2 separate regions of the Sus scrofa genome follow, and region 1 is linked to region 2. A link is a contact called in public promoter capture Hi-C data. All regions are on one chromosome and are shown on one strand. The core of a region is the stretch at or near the end of the contact, and the rest is flanking DNA. Distances in the headings are between cores, read along the strand shown. Region 1 holds the start of KBTBD8 (kelch repeat and BTB domain-containing protein 8). Region 2 holds the start of SLC25A26 (S-adenosylmethionine mitochondrial carrier protein).

Evidence for each region. Promoter capture Hi-C pulls out the DNA fragments that hold promoters and counts their contacts.
Region 1: a promoter capture Hi-C map of liver shows a contact between it and region 2, with 5 times the contacts expected there. The contact joins the promoter of KBTBD8 here to the promoter of SLC25A26 in region 2. A contact is called at or near these places in 1 of 5 promoter capture datasets (liver), 1 of 47 Hi-C or Micro-C datasets (skeletal muscle) and 1 of 2 datasets of contacts at active chromatin or transcription factors (skeletal muscle).

The regions. Positions count from the first base shown.
Region 1 is chr13:48,485,267-48,488,396 of Sscrofa11.1, reverse strand. KBTBD8 (kelch repeat and BTB domain-containing protein 8) reads right to left here and starts at 1,478. Exons shown (of 4, transcript XM_003358491.5): 1 at 1,356-1,478; 2 at 504-714. The coding sequence starts at 1,371.
Region 2 is chr13:47,741,991-47,745,269 of Sscrofa11.1, reverse strand. SLC25A26 (S-adenosylmethionine mitochondrial carrier protein) reads right to left here and starts at 1,783. Exons shown (of 10, transcript XM_003358494.5): 1 at 1,518-1,783. The coding sequence starts at 1,550.

The DNA.
Region 1 (3,130 bases), core at 229-2,728, 740 kb before region 2:
GTGAACTAAAGAAATCTTGGATAAAATTCTGGAACAAATTCCAGATCAGCACTGTCCAATAAAACTCTCAGTGACGGAAACGTTCTATATCTGTGCTGTACAATGTGGCAGCCACTACCTACATGTGGTTACTGGGCACTTTAAACATGGCCAGTGTACTAAGGAACTTAATTTTTAATTTGATTTTAGATAATCGAAGTTTTAATAGCCACATGTGGCTAGTGGCTGCCATATTGGACAGTACAATTTTAGATTTTCTGAAACAAACAGAAACATATTCACTGACTTAAAAACCAGCCACCTGAATTCTAGAAGAATCTGTCAAGTACCCCCCCCACCTCAAAAAAAGGCTTAATAAAATAGGGCCAGTTATGTATTTTCTGCAAACAAATCCATTGGTTTCATTTCATTGTCGCATCTCAGTATAATAATCAAGTGGGCAATACTGAGGGAAAAAGGGAACTCGGTGCAGATCTCAATAGAAGTTTCCACCATCATCATACCTGAAGTAAGGGCTGATTGCAGCAAGAACGTTTCTATGACAGGAAAATGTTTTCCCGTGATCCACTTCCACTACAATGTCTGTTAGCTGCCCTTCATCGTACATTGTTTTGAGTTGCTTAAGAATACTGCAAGCATGGAAGGGGTCCATGGCTTCGCTGGCTGTGTCTGAAGATGGAATCCCATTCGGTGTTGGGGAAGACTTATTTAAATCTAGCAGGAAAAAAAAATCAACCACAAGAAGTTCGGAGTCAGTTTCACCGTCGCGGGGTTTTATTGGTTTCTTTGTTTAGTCTTGTTGTTGTGGGGTCGGATTTTTTTTTGGGGGGGAGGGGTTGTTTGGTTTGTCCTCCCCCCTTCTAAATACATACTTGTATACAGACACTCCCAAATAGGACCGCGAGGTAGGATCTGGGCAAGAGCGAGCTGCGATGCAAGTTCCAACAACCAGCCTGTTCCTCTGGGAGCCCGGCGAGCTCGAAGCCCGGTGCTCGCGGAGGGACCGTGCGGGCTGAATTGGCGAGGTGTCTACGAGGACTCCGCCACAGCCGGAACGTCCCAGCTAAGAGCGCAGGGCAGGAGCCTCACGAGGGAAGCTCGATGGATGGTGGCCGCCAGTGGCCCCCTCAACCGCCTAGTGAACAGGTCGGAGCGGAGGCGGGTACCCGGCCTCCCCATCCCTGTCCAGCCGGACCGCCCACCTCCCTCCACGCCATTCATCCTCCCTCCCCTCATCCCTGTCCACCTATCCATCCTTCTTTCCCGCTCCTCATCGCTGCCGCCTCAGCTCGCAGCCTGAGCTTGGCCCCAGGCCCACCACCCCTCCACACCTCGGTAACCACCACACGACCCACCTGCCGACGCGGCCATTTCTCGACGGGGCCCGGGCTCCAGCTATTTAAAGAGGAAATGTCATTTCGCTTCTCTCTCTCCCGGGTTCCGGCTCTTCTAAGCTGCCCCTAGCCAATGGGGTGTCCTACGCATCCGGCTCCGCCCGTAGCCTCCGAACTCCGGGCGCCTATTGGCCACGAGGAGTGCGAAAGCGCGTCGGGAAATGTAGTTTTATTGTCCCCGCTCCCGCGTGGTCTGGGTCGGGTGGAGGCCTAAGCCGGCGACTCCTATTGGGTGGTTCGGGAGGAGGAGGAGAGCAGGGAGCCCACCAGCCTGTGTCTGCAAGGCGCGCAGTGCCTGCCGGGAGAGGTAGTCTTCTGGCTGAGGAGAGCTGTCATTCTGAGAGGCGAGGTTAGGGAAAGCTCTTGAAGTGCGAATGTCCCCATTTTAGGCCTCTCTCGAGGCCCCCCGATCTTTTTTTTTCTTTTTTCCACCTGGTCTTTCGTTTCCTAAATCTCCTGCCAATGTTCAGCTTCCGGTATGAATGTGGGGGTCCGCGTGAGGGCTGTGAAACCAGACAAATTTGGAAATGGACAAGAGGGCTGTTGTCCAAAATTGTGAAGGAAATCTGACACCCCACTCCGAAGAAAAATATCGGGAGGCCGAAAGCAAGCCATCTCTGATGAGTCACCTGTGACACCCAATTGAAATAGCATCGCCTTGGCTGAGTCTTCCTGTTTCCACAGATTAACTTGTTCTGGTTACAACGGCTGCTCAGGATCTTTAACTCTCACTCAAAGCCTTGCTTTTCTCGAGCATCCAGGGAACACCTGTTCCATTTTTAAGAGCACATGAACATTATAAAGGGTTTCAAGGTGATTTCCTTTTATGTTCCTGAGAAAGTGAGGTGTTGAGATACTTAGTAGTCTGGGATTTCCTTTGAAGAAATACTGGAAAGTGCCCTGAGCCCAGGATTAGGGACAAGTACTGAATCTCTGACTCTTTACTTCTTAATGTGGGACCATACACAAGACCCTTTAATTCTTGAAATGTTTAGCTCCTTCACCGGTAATGTGTGAATAATTATTCCTATTCCATCTGCTTCACAGGCTGCAAGCCTTTTGAAAGAAAATACAAATTTTACTGTTGACATGTTTTCATTTTCTTGTCTCCTGTTTCTAGCATCTAACAGGGTGCCTGGCACATTATAGATACTTAATATTTTAAAAAAATGTAAGTCAGAAATGAGCTAATGTCAGAAATGCTATTTCTAGATGTTTGAAATTTAAGGCAATTTTATCAGTGAGTGGGAAGGGAAGGAATTTTTAGTGGAGATAGTCCATGAGCATAGCATTTCTAACCCTGAAAAGAGCCAACAGTTCAATTTTTTTTTTTAACTGACCTCTTTTGCGGCTGCATGTGGAAGTTCCCAGGGGTCCAACCCACACCACTGCAGAGATCTAGGCTGTTCCAGGGACAGCGATAGATCCTTAACCCACCCACCACAGGAGAACTCCAAATAGTTCAGTTTCTTGATGAAGGATCTTGGAATTTAAGAGGTGATGGAGGAGTTCCCATGTGGCTCAGCAGTAACTAACCCAACTAGTAATCTGAGGAGGAGGGTTCTACCCCTGGCTTCCCTCAGTAGGTTAAGGATCTCACGTCACCATGAGCTGCAGTGTCGGTCACAGACATGGCTAGGATCTGGCGCTTTGCTGTGCCAGCTACAGCTCCAATTAGACCGCTAGCCTGGGAACTTCCATGTGCCTTGAGTGTGAAACCAGACAAATTTGGCCCT
Region 2 (3,279 bases), core at 534-3,033:
GTAATAACCCCCTGTGCCACAAAAGAACTATTTACCGTTCTTTAATAAAATGATTATTTTTCCTGCTTTTTAGGGTCACATGTTCGGCATATGGAGGTTCCCAGGCTAGGGCTCAAATCAGAGCTGCAGCTGCCAGCCTATGCCACAGCCACGCAGGATCCAAGACTCCTCTGGGACCTACACTGCAGCTCATGGCAACGCCAGATACTTAACCCACTGAGACAGGCCAGGGATTGAACCCTAGTCCTTATGGATACTAGTCGGATTCATTACCACAGAATTGCCACAAAAAGAACTCCAATAAAATAAACTTTAAATAAAATTTAAAACCATTGTTCTTTTGTTAACACTGACATTCGCCTGTTTTTAGCAACTGCCAGACAGTTTCAACAAGCTTCAGTGAGCAGTAAAGGGCATGGAATCCCATGTTACACTGCCTGAGCTCCAACACTTACATACACCAAAGGATCTTACTTGTGTGACTTTGGACAAATTAACTCATATACTATTCCTCACTCCCCTCATCTGGAAAACTGGATAAGATTTCAATGGTTTGTCAGAGTTAAATGAAATGACGTATGTAAAGAGCTTACCCCAGTTCCCAGCAGAGCGACTGTCACAAGTACTACCAGCTTAACAGGAAAATGCCTTCAAAGTAATGCACTTCTAATACCTAGTTTACACAAATCCGAGCAAATCTAGATTTAAAACCATCATTCCACAAGCCTGGGTAACATACCCCTTCCACATCTTTCCCTAACACTCTGAAACTAACCCTCAAATCATTTATGATAACAATCATTTCACTATTCTGCCTCCACCACCCGTGCAGATCTATTTTGATCACCATGTTATCTCCAACACCTGCAAAAACACTTCATAATTAAATGAAGAAATTCCTCTAGATCTCCATTTCTCAGAAGTTTTGAAAAGGCATGTTATCTTCTGCCTCTGCCCACTCCCCTAGAATGAAAACACAAGCAGCCAATTTCTGTCTGGTTCACTTCTGTGTCCAGTATGCCCTACTGGACCTGTTGTAAGAACGGTTTCAAAATATTAAAGGATTTCTTTTTGGGTTTTGAAGTTAAGATACGTTGAATCTCGTTGTTTTCTAAGGAATTACACACCACTGACTTGCTGGCTCCACAGCACAGCTATTTGCGCTTATTAGTATACCCAAAGCCTAGAAGAACGCTTGGAAGTAGAATAAGTAGATTAATTATGTATTGGATGAATGGATCCGTCATTTTCCAAAACTGAAAAAAGATACAACGAAATGTATCTACCCCTACCCCACTCCCCCCACCCCGTCTCTTTCTGGCATAGGGGTAGGAAATATAGAACTGTGACACGAGGCCCAGTGTGGCCCAGGAACCGCGCGCTTCCTCCCACAACCGGTGACCGGGGACGATTCAGCGCGCAAAACCGGAAGAAGGTGCTAGAGCAGAGCAGTCACCACGGGCTCCAGCACAGGACTCCCGCACTCTGAGCGCCCCTCCCTACCGCCCCGTACTCACCACCAGCGAGGCTGTGAACCCAGGTTGGTCCATGGCCTCAAAGACTCAGTCAGGCCTATAATTCAAAGCTGAGCAGAGGCAGGTCGCGGCCCGCGGCACTGGAGCCGCCATGTTGGGGGCGGGGCGTGTAACGCAGGCCCTTCAGTGGCCACGTGAGACAGAACCACAACAACTACACGTGCAACTGGGGAAGCTGGGCCGAAGGGGAACCAGGAAGGAAGGGAGGATCCTGGAAAGTGTGGTGGAGCCAAATCTCGCGACTCTTCTCTGCCTCCATTTCGTAACGCTTCTGAGTAGGCTAAATAGAGGAACTCTCGCGAGCCAATGAGCGTGGGCAAGGCGCACGGAGCCATCCAGTGAGAGCATAGTGAAGCCAAAGTGTAAACCCAAAAGAGGCGTGGCCATAGTGGGAGGCGGGGCCGTGGAGCAGCCGGACTAGTTTCAAGTGAAAGGCCAGTCGTTTCTAGTAGATTTTTTTATTTTGGCTTTACCTCTTCGTTTAATCTGTAGAAATTTTGTTTGAACTGCCATTAAACAGACTCGTTATCAGGAAATTATTAAATATAGAAAAATGTTTCAAAAGTTTCCTTGCACAGCTAAAAATTATCATCTAAGGGCAGTTTTGCACTTAAAATTATATACTTTGCGTTATTTACTTGTTCATCTTGCTCGCTGTGATACCAGTTGCACACCTCGAAGATCACTTTATTTAAATACTTGATAAAAGACTTCTCGAAGTAGACCTGCCTTTACATTTATTAAATACTTTCTAAGTTTCCTTCTATTAAGGGCCACCTACATCTCAGATGTGATGCTTCAATACAACCACTTTATAAGATAAGCACCATTACCATTCTTATTTTACAGAAGCTCTGATGCTCCAAAGAGGTTCAGTAGCCGACCCAATCTTTAAGTTTTACCTAATGTCCTTGTCATCTTTCTTTAAAACACCTGCAACTGCCTTAGCACGCTCTTTGTCTGCTTTTCTTCAATCTGTTCTTCATACCACTACTAGAATCTTCTAGTTGCTATTCTCTTCTAGTTGAGATGATCTAGAAGTGATGAGCAGAATACTTTTACGGTTTAAATTCTGAACCCCAAGGAATCTGGAAGTGGCTTACGTGAGTGGTTCTGGTATTGACCAGGATTTATGGATTTTTTTAATCAAAAGAAATTGATAAGAGGCCAGCAAGAAACTTGGTAGGCTTTATTAGCACTGTGCTATAGCATGAGGCAGTGTAAACAAGTAACAGGTGCCCTTGCTTGCTGGGGAAGTCAGGGTGGAGCTGGCCCCTTATGTGGGGTGAGGGTAGGGGCAGGTCCAGGGGCCAGGCCTGAGAGATGGCTTGGGTAGTTTGGTGGTGGTTTGTGCAGGGTTCATGGGTCATACCCTGCTTTTGCTCCTGACTCCTGAGAAGTGGCAATTGGGTTTTGGTCTTCTTGTATCTTGTTCATAATTTGCCAAAGTTGCTCATGCATACAGTTATTTTTAGTCCCTTATAGTTTCTTTGTTATCTTGTTACTCTAGAAGAGGTTTGTCCAGGTGCAACCACTGCAGCAAAGTGTCCCAAGTCCCAACCTGTCTCAGTTCAGTCTCGGGGTCTCTTTGATGAGGTTGCAGTCAAGGCATCAACTCTCGGGCTTTATCTAAAGAAGTGATTTCGTCTGGAAGATCCACCTCCCAAATGGCTTATTTCCATGGCTGCCAAATTAGTACTAGCTATTGGCAGGTGGTCTCCGTTCTTCATCACAGAGACCCCTC